Regions from separate parts of the Sus scrofa genome. Here all the other regions are linked to region 1. Evidence: chromatin contacts called from public HiChIP or PLAC-seq data. All regions are on one chromosome and are shown on one strand. The core of a region is the stretch at or near the end of the contact, and the rest is flanking DNA. Distances in the headings are between cores, read along the strand shown.

Region 1 (2,700 bases), core at 40-2,539:
GCTGTGGGTGTGGCCCTAAAAAGACAAAAAAAAAAAAAAAATTCATACATTGAAGCTCCCACTGCTGTGCAGTGAGTTAATGATCTGCTTTGTCTCTGTGGAGGCCCAGGTTCAATCCTCAGCCCAGCTGCAGCATAGGTCACACCTGAAGCTTGGATTTGATCCCTGGAAACTTCCATAGGCCGCAGGTGCAGCCATGGGGGGTGGAGTGGGGAGAATCTGGTTATCTCTTTACTTGAGGTGCATTAGTGGTAGTGAGGGCCCCCTCCTTTCCTAAGATGGGATGTTTCACCAACTGCCTTTTTGAACAAGATGACCTTCAAAGCTAACATTGACATTGAATGAAAGTTTCACTCTGTGAGTTTATAAAGATCCTTTTTTTTAAGGCCTCTGAAGCTCTTTTCAAGCCCAGATTTCATGCTTTGCTTTTTGTTTTGTTTTTCCTCTTAGCCTGGCTGCTTCGAAGCCACATAGGCAGAAACAGAGGGAAAGAAGCAGGACATTCTGGAGGTTCAGTTTGGTCCTTGAAATAATCCAGTTTTGATTCAGGCACTCCCTCAAACCCTGCTTCCCTTGGCCAGGGTGGATGACTTAGCTGATGTAGGTTCCAGAATGGGCACTTTGACATCCAACATCCAAAGAACAAATTCCCACTTGCCATTATTGACTTCTGACTCTTCCTCTGTCTCATCTCTGTGGGTCAGAGATGAGGGAGACTCAGGGACGGAGCAGTAAGAGCAGGGATGGGGTAGGGCTCAGAGCTGGAGGGGAGGCCCAGGCAGGAGTGGGGCTCACTGTTGGGTGAGGCTCAGGGATGTGGGGCATCAGGAGGATGGGGAAGAGAAGAGGAGGCAGAGTGGGGCAGAGTGGGGCAGAGTGGGACCCAAGGTCAGCGTGAAATTACCTACTGTCCATCTATCAGCTGAAAGTTCAATTCAACAAACCGAAAGTTCCATACTTTATTTAGCATGATGAAGTGGTTGTGAAACCATTTCGTCCTGAGATTGCTCAGGAATCTGATTAATTACATCCCTTGTCATTTGCATATCAAAATATCCATGTCTCCAAATGACCATCGTGGTCTTAGTCCAGTATAACTGAGAGGGCGAGGACATGCCCACTGTGGGAGGGATGACAGGCTCAACTTGAAAAGATGGCTAGAACATGGAGTTAGGCAGAGGGGCTGGGCTGTGGCCCATGCGAGGCCAGTAGCCAAGAAGCCAGGACTGGGACATCCCAGTGGTGACTCACCCCAAGCCTGGGTTATCAGTGAGGCCTCATGTAGGGACAGGGATGAGGCCACCAGACCACCTAGGAAGTGGCCCCAGACTGAGTTCCTTCCGCTCTCCCTTCCACTGCTCACTCAACTTTGGAGGGAAGCCCAGAACTTGTGGTGACATCATGGATGACATTGGCTAGATCATGAGGTCAGAACAAAGCCAGTGGGTGTTTACAGCAAACACTCATTCAATGTCAATGTTGGCTTTGAAGGTCATCTTGTTCAAAAAGGCAGTTGATGAAACATCCCATCTTAGGAAAGGAGGGGGCCCTCACTACCCCCAGTGCACCTCAAGTTTACACAGTTCTGTTAGTCACAGACTCTTAAAATCTAGGTGAAATGTGTTTCCTCTGTGGGAACTCACTAAAGGTTTGTGGGGTAAATGAAGGTCTTCCTGGCAGAAGCAGGAGATGGAGACCCTCCTCTGGCTATGAGCGGCAGGAAAGTTGTCCCTGGGCCTTCACATTGGGCCTAAGCACCCCATTCCCCCGTCTCCCCCTCCCTGTTTTAGGAGAACCCAAATGGAACGGCTTCCCCACACACATGGCCTCTGACTGCCTGCAGCCTAGACGCAGGCTCTCGGGGGCGGGGGGACAAGCAGTCTGTCACTCCTGCCCCCCAGGCTGCCTCCCCAGAGCTCGCTCCTTTCTCCAAAGCATCACACTCCCAGTGCTGGGAGGGGACGAAGAGAGAGCCGTGACCTTCATGCACGCGGACAACATGGCGGCTCTGAATGGAAATTGCTCAGCTGTGGAGGGTCTTCCTCGCTGCCCCCAGGAAGTGGGGGGTGTCACTCACTCAGGGCTACAGGGTTGTGGGGGGACCAGTGGGTCCCAGGCTGACTCTGCAGCTCTCTTGGAGCACAGGGCAGCTGGGGCAGCGCATCACGCCAGCCGGCCCTTTGCTTCTCCCCTGTGGTCTCCTGGGGGCCCGGCCACATGGGCAGCTCCCCAAGGGCAGCGAAGCTCTGCTCCCAGTCTTATCCAGGTCTTGGGCAGACCCCTGTGGGCAGGGCTTTCCATGTAGCAACAAAGACCAAGTGCCAAGTGGCTTTTTTTTTTTTTTTTTTTTTTTTCCTTTTTAGGGCCAAACTCCTGGCATATGAAGATTCCCAGGCTAGGGGTCCAGTCAGAGCTGGGCATTCAGAGGCATGGGGGGACCTTCGCCTGACCCCACCAACAGGGGACAAGCTTGGGCCATTTTTATTTATTCATCCATGTATCACTTGGGGCCTAGTGAGTGCCAAGCTCTGAGCCAGGTGTTGGGGGTAAATTTGTCCTTATGAAGATAGGGGTGCTAGGCACAGAATCTTGTCCCCCACAGTGTGATGGTGGGTTGAAGACCTGCCCTTCAGTGTGATGGTGTTTGGAGACATGACCTTGGGAAGCAAGTAAATTTAGATGAGGTCATGAGCATAAGAT
Region 2 (2,831 bases), core at 307-2,806, 150 kb after region 1:
CCAAAGTCCTGAACAATGTGGGGAAATTTATAACTGTGCCTGTAAAAGTTATACACTTAGCCTAGGAGATTGGTGACCACCGCAAAAGAAAGTAGAGTTGAGGATGGGGACAAGGGCTTTAGCTATATTTGAAGTTTTTAAAAAATAAGTGCTAAGAAATCACATCAGAAGCTATTATTTTAAAATATTTAATTTGGTTAAATCTGGGAATTTAATACCTGGGCCTTACAGGGTGCTTTGACTGAATGTAGTTCTAAAAACATTTTCTTTTAATAACAAGCTTTAGAAAGGAAAGTGCTTCCTCATTCAGGATGACACAAGAGTGTCACATGAGGGCCAAGACACATTGTAATGGATGGGAAGTTCTTCTCCACCACTCTGGTCCTCTCTTCACCAGCCCTTCTTCTCAAGACACAAGATAAGTGCCGTACAGTTGGATGAGACTGTTCCACCCTGTTTGTTTGGAAGTTGTGGGAAAGCACAGAAATGCAATTTAAAACTAAGATACTGAGGAGTTCTCATTGTGGTGCAGCGGAAACGAACCCGACTAGTATCCACGAGAATGAGAATGCAGGTTCGATCCCTGGCCCCACTCAGTGGGTTAAGGGTCCAGCGTTGCTCAGACATGCTGAGACATGGCTCAGATCCCGCATTGCTGTGGCTGTGGCATAGGCTGGCAGCTGTAGCTCTGATTCAACCCCTAGCCTGGGAACTTCCATATGCTGCGGGTGTGGCCCTAAAAAGAAAGAAAGAAAGAGAGAGAGAGAAGGAAGGAAGGAAGGAAGGAAGGAAGGAAGGAAGGAAGGAAGGAAGGAAGGAAGGAAACGAAGATACTGAAACAGAGCAGGACCCTGTGGGGCTACCAGGTACAATGCCTTTCTGTGTCCTGTTTCTTGTTTGCGGGAAATAGGCCTCCTTCAGCCTCTGCGACCTTTCCAGAATTCCAAAGGGCAACTTCAAACAGCTGCTAATCAGGGAAGAGAGGAGATATGGAGGAGCAATCAGGAAATAATTTTGCAGAGACAAAGTGGGGTCCTGGTTCCTCCTCAAGGAACATACATAATATTTTTAGGTTCTTCTGCAGCAACTAAGGCCCCCATCCAGGTGGAGGGTGGTAACTTCAGGCTGAGCGCAAGAGTCCTGGAGCACCGCCCTGTTACTTCACACCAACCAGTCAGAAGAAGGTCACACACCCTGCAGCCCTCACCCTAAATTTTACCTATAAAAACATTCCCCTAAAACTATCAGGGAGTTTGGGGCTTTTGAGCATGAGCCTCCTGTTCTCCTTGCTTGGCCCTGCAATAAACATTCTCTGCCCCAAATTCCAAAGTTTCAGTTTGTTTGGCCTCACCATGTGGGCACCAAAACTTTGTTTGGTAACAGAAACTTACTTGCTCATATACATAATTGAGTTTATTTTTTGAGTTGACATTATCCAGACACTAAATTTACTAAGTATTGCACAATGGCTCCTATTGCAATTATTCCAGTTTTCACTCCCACTGGCAGAGCATAAAAGCCCTGTCTCTTGTAGTTCTCCTGTGACTCAGTGAGTTAAGGGTCCCTTATTGCTACTATAGCAGCTTTAGTCACTGCTGTGGCATGGGTTCTATCCTTAGCCTGGGAATTTCCACATGCTTCAGGCATCGCCCCACCCACTCCCAAAATGAAATCTCCATTTCTATTTTTTTTGTTTTTTTTGTTTTTTTTTTTTTGTCCTTTTCTAGGGCTGCTCCCGTGGCATATGGAGATTCCCAGGCTGAGGGTCTAATCGGAGCTGTAGCTGCTGGCCTATGCCAGAGCCACAGCAATGTGGGATCTGAACTGTGTCTACAACCTACACCACAGCTCAAGGCAACGCCTGGATCCTTAACCCACTGAGCAAGACCAGGGATCGAACCCGAAACCTCATGGTTCCTAGTCAGATTCGCTAACCACTGAGCCACGACCAGAACTCCGAAATCTCCATTTCCGATTTTTCACTCACCAGTTGATGTTGTCAGATTTACTCTGCCAAGGGTTCATTGAAATCAGAGGTCATTGTTGTTTTAATTTGCATCTCTCTGCTAAAGAGCTCTATGTCTTATAGTCTCCAATAGCAACATTGAAGTCATGAAGAAAAATTATCAGGAAGGACAAGTTAGTGCTACTCTGTGTAGACAAGTTGCACAAAGTTTGCACCCTGTCCTTCCTGCTTAAACAAGGAAGTAACGTTCCCCCACCACCACTTGGGTGTCTACACTGATTAGAATTAGGTTTCATCACTTGCAGCCAAGGCATTTTGACATAGACGTTATCCGGTGCTGTGAATTACTTTTTTTTTTTTTTTTTTTGGACACCCATGGCATATGGAATTCCCTGGTCAGGGATCACAACTACAGCAACGCTGGATCCTGAACCCACTGTGCCAGGCAGGGAATCAAACCTGCATCCCAGGGCTCCCAAGATGCTGCCGATCCCATTGCGCCACAAGCGGAACTCCGGGTGCCATGAATTAATGTGTAGCCTCTCACAAATGATTTCCTGGAGGTGATGTTTTTATCCAAATGAGGTCTCCAAAGGTGCTGAACTTGGGGCCCTGTGCCCCTGAGTGCCTCTGTCCACAGGTGCCAAATAGAAACAAAGAGATAGAGTTTGGGGCAAAGGAGAAAAAAATAGCTTTATTGTTTTGCCAGGAAAGGAGAACACAGTAGGCTAATGCCCTAAAGACTGTGCCCTCTTTTGGGAGAGATAAGGAAGTGGTTTTATAGTTTGGGAGTAGGAAATAGGGCCACAGATAAGGATCAAGGTAGTTACAAGCTTTCATTCTTTGAAGCTGGTATTTAGCGGCC
Region 3 (2,736 bases), core at 180-2,679, 180 kb after region 1:
TTTGCTGGAAAGTGTTGTGAAAATCAGATCCTGCTGTCTGTTAGTCATAAATGCGTCCTTTCCAAGAATGGGCTCTCCAAAACAATATTTTCTAACGCTCCTTGTCTAAAAATAACTACAAATGACTAGAATCGTTGCTTCTAGGGGTCGAGCCTCAGCCACTATAGAAGCAACGCTGAGTAGTTATGTTGTGAGCCACACGCAAAGTCCTCATTGCTTCTACAGATAACTGAATAGATGAATCTAGAACAAAGACCAAATGCATCAGCAATTTGGTCTCTTAGAACTGCTGTTTGGGGGGTATGCTACTTTTTAAATAAAGAGGGACATAAGTTCTTAATAGCATCGTTGTGTAATGACTAAAAGCATGGACTCGAGTCAGAGTTCAGGGTTCGAATCCTGACTTTTGAACTCAGCACGACCTTGGACAAGTTGGTTAACCTATGTGCCTCAATTTCCTCATCTTTATTTATTTATTTATTTATTGCCTTTTTGGGCGTACCCTTGGCATATGGCAGTTCCCAGCCTTGGGGTCAAATCGGAGCTGCAGCTGCAGGCCTACACCATAGCCACAGCAATGCCAGATCCGAGCCACATCTGTGACCTACCTGGCATCTTGCAGCAATGCCAGATCCTTAACCCACTGAGCAAGGCCAGGGATCGAACCTGCATCCTCATGGATACCAGTCAGATATCTGCTCATGGATACTGCTAAGCCACAACAGGAACTCCTCAATTTCCTTCTCTCTAAATGAAATGTAATAATAGACTCTACCCCCTTATAATTATTACAAGGACTAAATGAGTTCATATTTCTGAAGTCCTGGAGTTCCTGCTATGGCTCAGGGGAACCGAATCCGACTAGTATCCATGAGGTTGTGGGTTTGATTCCTGGCCTCGCTCAGTGAGTCAGAAATCTGGCATTTCCATGAGCTGTGGTGTAGGTTGCAGATGAAACTCGGATCCCTAGTTGTTGTGGATGTGGTGTAGGCCAGCAACTGTAGCTCTGATTGGATCCCTAGCCTTGGAGCTTCCTTATGCCGCGAGCGTGGCTCTAAAAAGACACACACACACACACACACACGAAATCCAAAGTTCTGACTCCTGCTTGGGATGGAAACAATTACACAAAACTGGAAGGCTTCTTAGAAACACTAGTAGATCATGAGGATGGTGATTTGGGTCCTTAGTCATCACCCAAAAGACCATGACCTTTTCCCTTGCTGATTAAGAGCAACAGCAGCTCAGAGAGAGAAGGGTAGTGAAATAGTATTCAGTCTATTTGCAAGTTGCTATTTGCTGCACAAGGCTGGGGACAGAGGTGGAGAGTGTCAATATTGTGGTTGAGAGAATGTCAGAGGATTTTAATCAGCAGCTTTCTCGGCCTCCTCTTTCCATAAGCTGTGTTTTTGAGTGAAGTCAAGCGTTTATAAACTGTTATGAAATCACAGTCTGGATCTATCAACCCACACATGTAAGCCAGCCTTGGCTTTCTTGAGCTCTCTATCAAAAAAGCAGTTCCATTCAAAAGAATAAGCAGCTGACATTCAAAAGAATAAGTATCTGGTATAATTATTCAAGAGACCTTATTAAATAGGCCAATTCTCTACCTCACATTCTTTAAAAGAATTTCAAAGAATACAAGGTAAATTTAAATGACTAGAAAGAAATGAGGAAATTCCGTAGCGACAGCATTGGAACAGTTGATTAAATCACAAGACTTTGTTTTGAGATCGATTAAATCACCATCTGCCCCACCCCAAATCCTCATCTCAGCTGTCATCGCTCCTCATCGTCCCTCCCGTCTGCAGAGTAAAGGCAAATATTTGTTCAATAGAAGAATGAATGTCTTCTTCCACGTAACTGACCTCACAAAACCCTTAATTAGGAAGTAATAAGTCCCTGAACTCCCAGTCTGCAGATGTTTCTTACTGGTGTGCAGAGTTGAAAGGAGATTCAACCTAGCAAAATAGATCCAAATTCTACCTCAGAAAAGGGCTCCATTCCAACGGATCTATAATTACTAACATTCTAAAGGTGGGGAAACCCAGACAAATGAAAATAAGGATTTTTTTTTTCCTACTGAATAGTTTGCATCATTTTTTAACCTCACTCTCAGGCTTCGCCATCTGATTCTTTTTCTCTTCCCTTCCCCCCCTCAAAAAAAGGCAGGGGCAGTTCCCATTTTGGCTCAGCTGCAATGAATCCGCCTAGTATACATGAGGATCCGGGTTCCATCCCTGGCCTCACTCAGTGGGTTAAGGATCCAGCATTGCTGTGAGCTGCGGTGTAGGTCACAGATGCACCTTAGATCTGGCATTGCTGTGGCTGTGGTGTAGGCTGGCAGCTACAGCTCTGATTTGACCCCTAGCCTGGGAACTGCTATATGTCATGGGTGCGGCCCTAAAAAGCAAAAAAAAATTTTTTTAGAAAGGAGTTTCCCTCATGCTTTGTTGCCTCATTGGCCACATTTTACAAAAATAATTTTTAAGAAAATGCTAAGGGTATCCTTTAAAATAAGATTTATTTCTGGATTCTATGAGGTTTCACGAAATTTCTTCCACATTGAACTCTGGCCACATGAACAGCTTGGAAAAGATGAACTGCATTGGAGGAAGAAGGAGAGGCCAGCTCTGGATGGATCCCCAGATTAACGGGGTTGAGACATCTGTTATTCTTAAGAAACAAGCTGGGGAAATGGTAAGATTCAGGCATCCTGTTAAGGTTGTTGTGTTT

The links. HiChIP or PLAC-seq counts read pairs in DNA pulled down with a chosen protein or histone mark.
Region 2: an H3K27ac HiChIP or PLAC-seq map of alveolar macrophages shows a contact between it and region 1. The contact joins two enhancer-like sites. A contact is called at or near these places in 1 of 47 Hi-C or Micro-C datasets (epiblast stem cells) and 1 of 2 datasets of contacts at active chromatin or transcription factors (alveolar macrophages).
Region 3: an H3K27ac HiChIP or PLAC-seq map of alveolar macrophages shows a contact between it and region 1. The contact joins two enhancer-like sites. A contact is called at or near these places in 1 of 47 Hi-C or Micro-C datasets (liver) and 2 of 2 datasets of contacts at active chromatin or transcription factors (alveolar macrophages and skeletal muscle).

Annotation. Positions count from the first base shown.
Region 1 is chr17:14,398,537-14,401,236 of Sscrofa11.1, forward strand. No RefSeq gene overlaps it. Among named protein-coding and RNA genes, the nearest start is that of GPCPD1, 76 kb to the right of the region's middle. Within about 2 kb of position 1,290, at least 8 of the 83 cell types and tissues checked have an H3K27ac peak or open chromatin away from gene starts, as enhancers often do. A contact at or near this core is called in alveolar macrophages, where this site is marked.
Region 2 is chr17:14,545,720-14,548,550 of Sscrofa11.1, forward strand. No RefSeq gene overlaps it. Among named protein-coding and RNA genes, the nearest start is that of C17H20orf196, 64 kb to the right of the region's middle. Within about 2 kb of position 1,557, at least 13 of the 83 cell types and tissues checked have an H3K27ac peak or open chromatin away from gene starts, as enhancers often do. A contact at or near this core is called in alveolar macrophages, where this site is marked.
Region 3 is chr17:14,582,857-14,585,592 of Sscrofa11.1, forward strand. No RefSeq gene overlaps it. Among named protein-coding and RNA genes, the nearest start is that of C17H20orf196, 26 kb to the right of the region's middle. Within about 2 kb of position 1,430, at least 16 of the 83 cell types and tissues checked have an H3K27ac peak or open chromatin away from gene starts, as enhancers often do. A contact at or near this core is called in alveolar macrophages, where this site is marked.